Regions from separate parts of the Mus musculus genome. Here region 1 is linked to region 2. The links are chromatin contacts, called in public HiChIP or PLAC-seq maps. All regions are on one chromosome and are shown on one strand. Each heading gives the region's core, a stretch centred on a gene start, on an enhancer-like site or on the middle of the called end of the contact. The rest is flanking DNA. Distances are from core to core; before and after follow the strand shown.

The links. HiChIP or PLAC-seq counts read pairs in DNA pulled down with a chosen protein or histone mark.
Region 1: a contact with region 2 is called in a BATF HiChIP or PLAC-seq map of CD8 T cells, with 6 read pairs. The contact joins two enhancer-like sites. A contact is called at or near these places in 1 of 39 promoter capture datasets (hippocampal neurons) and 1 of 115 datasets of contacts at active chromatin or transcription factors (CD8 T cells).

Annotation. Positions count from the first base shown.
Region 1 is chr11:109,756,620-109,760,361 of GRCm38.p6, forward strand. No RefSeq gene overlaps it. Among named protein-coding and RNA genes, the nearest start is that of Gm42093, 24 kb to the left of the region's middle. Within about 2 kb of position 2,197, at least 17 of the 459 cell types and tissues checked have an H3K27ac peak or open chromatin away from gene starts, as enhancers often do. A contact at or near this core is called in CD8 T cells, where this site is marked.
Region 2 is chr11:109,419,119-109,422,785 of GRCm38.p6, forward strand. No RefSeq gene overlaps it. Among named protein-coding and RNA genes, the nearest start is that of Amz2, 5.0 kb to the right of the region's middle. Within about 2 kb of position 1,628, at least 129 of the 459 cell types and tissues checked have an H3K27ac peak or open chromatin away from gene starts, as enhancers often do. A contact at or near this core is called in CD8 T cells, where this site is marked.

The DNA.
Region 1 (3,742 bases), core at 947-3,446, 340 kb after region 2:
ACAGTGGCCTTAGCGAACACTTACTGTGGGAGAATTCATAAATATGTAGAGCCCTCACTGTGCAGTCACCAGCATGGTTTCTGGGCCTCTGCTCTTATTTTATGGTCTCCCTTTAATCCAGCAATTTAAGGTTGGGAATGACAAACCTTTACCAACTCCCGAATTCTAACTGAAGTCAGGGGTTACGTTTCCTGCCTAACCCTCTTAGGTCTTTGGATGTCCTCCAGGAGCCTTCTTCCCATCTACAGACTCTTCTTCACACTTGATATGTTCCTTTACCTTTTCCTCCACCAACACAACAAAATAAACTCCACAGAAGCTAAACAGTGTCACCTTATGTGACAGAATTCATACATTATGGGGTATAACTTTCTGATTTCCCTGGTCTCTTCCCTCAGAACTTTAGAGTTTAGAATTTCAGTCCTGCCTCTATTTACCTTACCAGAAGATTAACATCCCCTTTCGTGTATACTATATAAGGATAGCATATAAAAGATAAGAAATAGACAATTTTGTTTCTTGGTATAACATGCAAATAAATAGAAATTAGTATTGGTCACATAACTAATAGTAGCAAACTGTATTTTGAACTGAAACATAGGCCAAGAAAAACATGAGGATAAATGGAGTTAAGGTGTTTTTAGGTCTTCACTGTTCCTAGAAAGAGGATCAATGCCTCACTTGGATTGTGCTTTGATAATTCACAAGTATATATACAACACTTAAAGATTGATGTGTGTAGCTTCATATTAATAGAGAAAAGACAGGACAATAAAAACCCATCCCTACCTGCAAAGTCAAGGAGACAAAGAGGGGTCAATGAATATGTTTTTAAAAAAAGTACACATTGAGTGGTTAGAACATTTATGACTATTATGGGCTGCCTTGTGTCCCCTGGTTCACTTGTTCAGGCTGAAACTCTCAATATCTGAGAGCCTGGCTCCAATGGGAGTTAGGCCAGTTGGCAGTAAGTATGGCTGCATGTAGTCATTAGGGTGAGCTTTTAACCTAAAAATTATCTTTTAAGGAGAAGGTACAAGAGCATACACTCAGAAGAGAGACCCTATGATGACAAAGGAAGATGGTAGCCATAACTAAGCTGGGACACGTTGCCTGAGAAGAGACAACCTCTTGCTCTCAGATAGGTGGTCTCTATCACTGCCAGAGAACAAATACCAATGGTTTGGGCTAGATATCTGGTGGGAAGAAGCTCTGATAACTATGATAACTGTTTAGAGTTGTTAGTATTTACGTCAGATGTGGATTGTCTGTCCCATTTGAAAGACACAAACTGGAAGTGGTTAGATACCTGGAGACATTTTTTATGCTATGACTGTACCAGTGGGCACCGCTCAGCAAGCAGTGAAGTGTTGTAGCATCCAGACTCTATAGTTGGGTGTCATGCTTGGTGGCTTATCTCCTTCAACAGCCTTCGTGGTATCTCCTGGAACTGTGAGCGCTAACCATCATGGAAGAGACTTGAAGTTCAGTTCCTACTTGCTTCCTTTGGGCTCTATATCCAGAGTGTGTAGTGTCTTCAGCAATGGTCTTACTGTTTAGTCCCATTTGGGATCCAAGAGTGATGACAGTAGTTTATGTTGTTAAGGAAGCCTCTGAGGGATATGGTACATACCAAAATCTTGTAGGGAGGCATCCTGTACCTGGCGCTGGGATTTTTCTTAGAAAGACTTGACTTCTGGGAGCAGCCTTAAGCATCAATGGAAAATCATTACAATCAAGCTTACCCCTTTAAAATCATGGTTTAGCTAGTTTATAAAATAATAGACTTCTTTTTAAAAAATAATTTTATTTTTGAGAGTATAATTATATAATTTCTTCCTTTCCTTTTGTCTCTCCAAACTCTCTCATGTGCCCCATCCTTGATCTCTTTCAAATTTATAGCCTCTTTTTCTTTAGTTGTTGAGAAACACACACACCCTTCTCAGATCATATGACCTCTCTCTCTCTCTCTCTCTCTCTCTCTCTCTCTCTCTCTCTCTCTCTCTCACACACACACACACACACACAGAGATATATGCAATCTTACGACAAATGTCTTGTCTTCTGGCTGATTGAATCTTTCCATCCCTTCTTTTGCAATGATCCATGAGCCTTAAGTGTAGGAGTTGTTTTGTAGATGTATCAGTTGTGACTGGGTTTCACAATTCATTTTGATCGGATGTGGTTTTCTGCAGTGGTCTCTGTCTGTTGCAAAGAGAAGTTTCCTGGAAGAGGGGTGAGACCTGCATTTACCTGTGGGTATAAGGACAAACATTTAGAATGCAGCTAGGGATCATACTGGTTTAGTAGAGTGGCATTTGTGGGCTCTCTTCCAGGAACCATGGCCTCACTAGCCCTTGGCAGTTGGCAAGGTTTCCAGTACCAGGCAGGCTTTTCCACTTGTTGTTTGGGCCTTAAGTCCAATTAGAGAGCTGCTGGTTACTGCCAAGGTAAGTGTTCCAACCTTGTCTCAGGGTTTTACTGATGTGAACAGACAGGATGACCAAGGCAACTCTATCAAGGACAACATTGAATTGGGGCTGGATTACAGGTTCAGAGATTCAGTCCCTTATCATCAAGGCAGGATCCTGGCAGCATCCAGGCAGGGATGGTACAGGAGGAGCTGAGAGTTCTACATCTTGTTCCAAACGCAAATAGGAGAAGACAGGCTTCCAGGCAGCTAGGACGAGGGTATTAAAGACCATTCCCACAGTGACACACCTACTTCAACAAGGTCACACCTCCTAATAGTGCCAGTTTTCCTTTGCCAAGAATATACAAACCATCACATTCCATTCGCTGGAACCCATAGGGTTGTTCAAACACAGGAGTCTATGGGGGCCATATTGAGTCATAGCATAATGGAAAAAGTACATTTAATCCAACTTCCAAAGTCCCCATAGTCTATAGCAGTCTGAACAATGTTAAAAGTCCAAAGTTCAAAGTGTCTTCTGAGGTTCATCCAATCACTTAACTGTAATCAGCAAAGCGAGTCAGGAAACCAGCTGGGCAAACAGCAATCCCTCTCATGTCTGTCTTACCTTGCATTCATGAATGAAGATCACTTATGGGCTTCTTCTCATCTAGCTCCAGACTCAGTATGTTTCAGATGTGAAACATACACATCTTAAAAATAAGTAGATGATGGACCTTCAGCTGTGCTAGGGTTCAAATATGGTTCAATCACCTGGAATCTTGTAAGCCTCTCTTCTCAACTATTGAACGCATCCTAAATTTTGTTCAACATTACAGTGAGGTTTTGAGACAATTTATCTTTCCATAAATTTACACCAGAATAGTATACCACCAGAATATCAATCCCATAATGTACTTCTCAGTGAGGAAAGTGATGGCTTGGAAAAGGACTGCGGTCCAGTAGGGGTTGGGCAATCAGCTAGCTCCCTGTAAGTGGTTACTTCCGAATAGCTGATTCTTAAGATGGAAGCTCAGTGAATAATGGTTGACTAAAGATAACGAAGAAGCTGAAATGTCTAAACTGTACCCCGATGACTCGATTGGCATCGGCTTAGACACCTAACTGAGCTGCTGGCTTATGGAGAGATTTGCCTATCTCTTTGCCCCGCCCCCGCCTTTTGTTCAGCTGTCAGATTTTTTTTTTTTTCTGCTTGTAAACAGCTGATGGAGAGTGGAAGCTGAGGATAGCCTACAGCTGTCTCAGAAAGTGCTGAGGAGCGGGATGTTGTGAGTTCATCTACCCTTTGTTTATGTGTGTGCTTGCAAA
Region 2 (3,667 bases), core at 378-2,877:
AGCACAGACAGTCTACCCTTTAGATAGATGTTTTAGCAAACATTATGCATGTATACCCATGTTTTTATATTAATAGTATCAATGTTATATATAGTTTTGAAATTAAAACATTTTTTTCATAGTGACAAACACCTGTAATCCCATCATTCAGGGAGACTGAAGTGAGAGGGTCCTCAGATTTATACCAGCCCGGGCTACAGCAAGGTGTTGTCTCCAAAAGCCAAACCAAACCAGAGCAAGCCAAAACTGGAGACCTTTGGCCATCCCTCTATGTTACTGCAGCATGAATTTAATCTTTCTAATGACAACAGAGTCTTTTATGAGATTATGACTTGTCTAGTTCTCAGGATTATAAACAGGACAGCAGTGAGCATCCTTAAACTCAAGAGCCCTGTACTGTCTGGAGTAAGAAGTAAACTGGACCACTAGGACATGGTATTTGCAAACTCCCTCATTGTCCCAATTTTGTTGAAACAAACAGACAGACAAACAAAACGCAAAGCAGCAGGAAGTTGTACACTCAGCCGAGGTTCACAAGGGTTCTTTCTGGGCGGAAGGGGCAGGTGTGATTTTGTTTGTTCATTAACTTGTTCTTCTGTCCTTTTCTAGTGTGTCTAACTGCCTTTCTTCATTTTGTCGGATTTTCTACCTTGCACAAGGAATGTTTTGAAATGATGCTAATGTCACACTTGGAGGTACACCTGCTGGTTTCCTCTTCAACAAGAAATTTTCCAATCCCTGCCCCAGGGTGCTCAGGACTCTGGATTTAGCAAAAGGGCAAACGACCCCCCACAGTCATTCCACCAGGACGCAAAAGATTGCCTGGAGAGAGAGCTTGAGGCAGGGTGTGGTGGCTGACAGCATCCTCAGAGAGTACAACAAGCAAGGCAGTCCCTGGTACCACGTCACTGGGGCTACGTGGTTTTCAGCTCGTGCAGGAGAAGCACTGAAGCATGCTTGGGGGTTAGCAAGCATAGAAGCCCTGTCTTCCGTTTCCGGGCAAGAGCTCTGTCTGCATTGGCTTTACCCTGACCCAGCCCAATAGTAAGTCGGCTGCTGCTGGGTACCAAGCTTCACCGGCCCCAAGAAAGTCCGAAAGGACACGGAGTGGGACGCATACAGTGTTTCCATAGAGGTCACAGACAAGTGTGGGTGGCTGCTCTGAGCTAGCTGAGTGCTAAGACACTTCCTCTTTCATTTGTGCGTCTCCTACAGGCCGACACCTTCCCACCCCACCTTAGACACTGGAAAAAAAAAGGGGGGGGGGCAAATAAAAAATAAAAAAGCTAAGCCTTTTTCAGAAGGAGCTGTATACCACGGGTCTGAGCCTCGGTTGGGGAAGTTGTTGGGGGAGTCATGGGCGTCCTCCAGTGGTCACAGGGGCCACTACCCTGAGGCTTGTTCCCCTCACCCATTCATACACTAAACCGCTAACTTTTTCTTGCAGGTGATGTTCTTAAAGTGAAAAAACAACGAAAAGGCTGACCTCCCTTTCAGTTTGGGCTGACTGTATTCACACACAGTTCATGTGGACGTTTCAGATTTTGTATATAAATCGCAGACACATACGTGGATATGTGCGTCTCTACGTTTTCATATCAGACAGCGACAGGTTTTAGGAACCGTCCGTCAGAGGCACAAAAAAACAACTCACCTCATATGACATCAAAGGACACCCAGAGGCCACAAGACCCAAGGGCTCCCTGACGACTTAGCAATCTGTAGCTTGCCTGCCCGCTGATAAGCATCTATTTTGCTCCAGTAAACAGTAGACCCATAACACGCGTTCCGGGAAACAGTAATTGAAGTCACAAGTCATAAATAATAAAGGAGAGTGAGAGAAAAAAAATCCTCTTTTAACTTAATGGACTAAAAGATATCTTGCTTTTCATTTTTGCTAATGGCCCTTCTCCCTGGGCACTCCCAAAGCTAGCCCATTATGGAAGAATCTAGAAGTAGATAGTCCAAGACATTAGCTGTTTGGAACAAAAACTGTGTTGTTCTGGGATCTATGGTTTCTCTGCGTGATGCTGTTTGGTCCCCATGGCCTCTGAGTTCTAGGCCTCGGTGGGCAGGTTGGTTCTCTGCAGTGGAGGGAGAAGATGGTCAACTCCTTCTCCTTCACACGCAGCCTTTGCTTTGAGCATAACTGAAGCGTAGGTTCAAATTGTTTTTATCAAATCATTATTTTCTATCTTCCTGCCTCCCTGTTGCTATATGGTGCCAGCATCTTATTTCCTGCATTACAACACCCACCCCCCCATCTGCTGTACCTACCTTTAGGCTGTTACCCGGCTTGTCTTGTCTATAACCCTAAATTACCCACCTGTTCCTGCTTCCTGACCAAGCAAAGTTTCATTTCCTCAGGGCAGTGCTAAGGGCTGGAGAAAAAACGAGGGTAGTGGATGCCATGTTTTATAAACAAGAAAAAGAAGCCACGGGTATGTTTGATGGAGGTGTGGTATGGTGTGGGGGAAGGGGGTGCCTCTGGGGGCCCATGCTGAGGCATTCCTTCTCCCTGAGGTACCAACCACATGGAATAGAGTTTATCTTTATCTAGGGCATGGGGAAGGGAGTTGAGGGGGTAGTAGAGACAGAGAAAGGCAGAGAGAAGGGAGGAAGAGGGAAAGGGAAAAGGAGAGGAGGCAGGCCATGACACTTGGAAAGAGAGTGGGAGGGGAGTGGGGAGAGAAGAGACAGGGAGAGAAGAGAAGAAGGGAGTAAGAAGAGCAAGAGAGAGAGGAGGGGGTCAAGAAGAGCCTTTTATAGTGAGTCAGGCACACCTGGCTGTTGCCAGGTAACTGTGGGGCGGAGCCTAGAAGAAATGCTAACAGTAGATATCAGCTAAGGGCCGGAGAAAAAGAGAAATATAATGGACATGAATTCATACTAGGGAGTAAATGGTTGAGAACTTCTTAACCTCATGTTAAAATAGGTTAGCCTAAAATAGATTAAAATAGGGTGTAATGATCCATGCCTATAACCCCAGTGCCAGGAACGGACAGGCAGGAGAACTGCCTTGAGTTCAAGGCCCACCTGGGCTGGCTTTCTAGCAAGTTCCAAGCCAGTCTGAGCTACAGAAGAAGAGTTTAGCCCAAATAATAAAATAAATAAATATAAAAATAAAATTAAAAAAAGCATAAAACATACTGGTCGTGAGGCTTGAAAGCTGTGCAGCAGAACGTAACATGGAGGCAGTAGTCTGGAGAGATGGCGTGGCACCTCAGTGTGTGCTGGTCTTGGAAAGGGCATGGATTTGGTTCCAGGCACCTAATCAGTTGACAACCACCTGAAACTCCAGCTCCATGGGATTGGATGCCCTCTTCTGGCCACCACAGGCACCTGCACTCATGTGCACATATCTACCCACAGACATACACATAATTAAAAAAAAAAAAACTAGTAATTTCAGACTCAGACTTTTAGGTCAGTGAGGTGGCTCAGTGGATAAAGGTGCTTGCTGCGCATGCCTGAAGACTTGCATTTGACTCCTGGAAGCCACTGTGGAAGGAGAGAATCACTCCTTAGCCTCTACACATGTGCCATTGTTTAAGCGCCTACCCATGTGCTTAAAACAATTTTTAAACAAGATTTGGAAAAAGATTCAGTTGCAGGAATTCATCCCTGTAATTCTAACCCTTAGAAGGTAGATGCAGGGGGCTGGTGA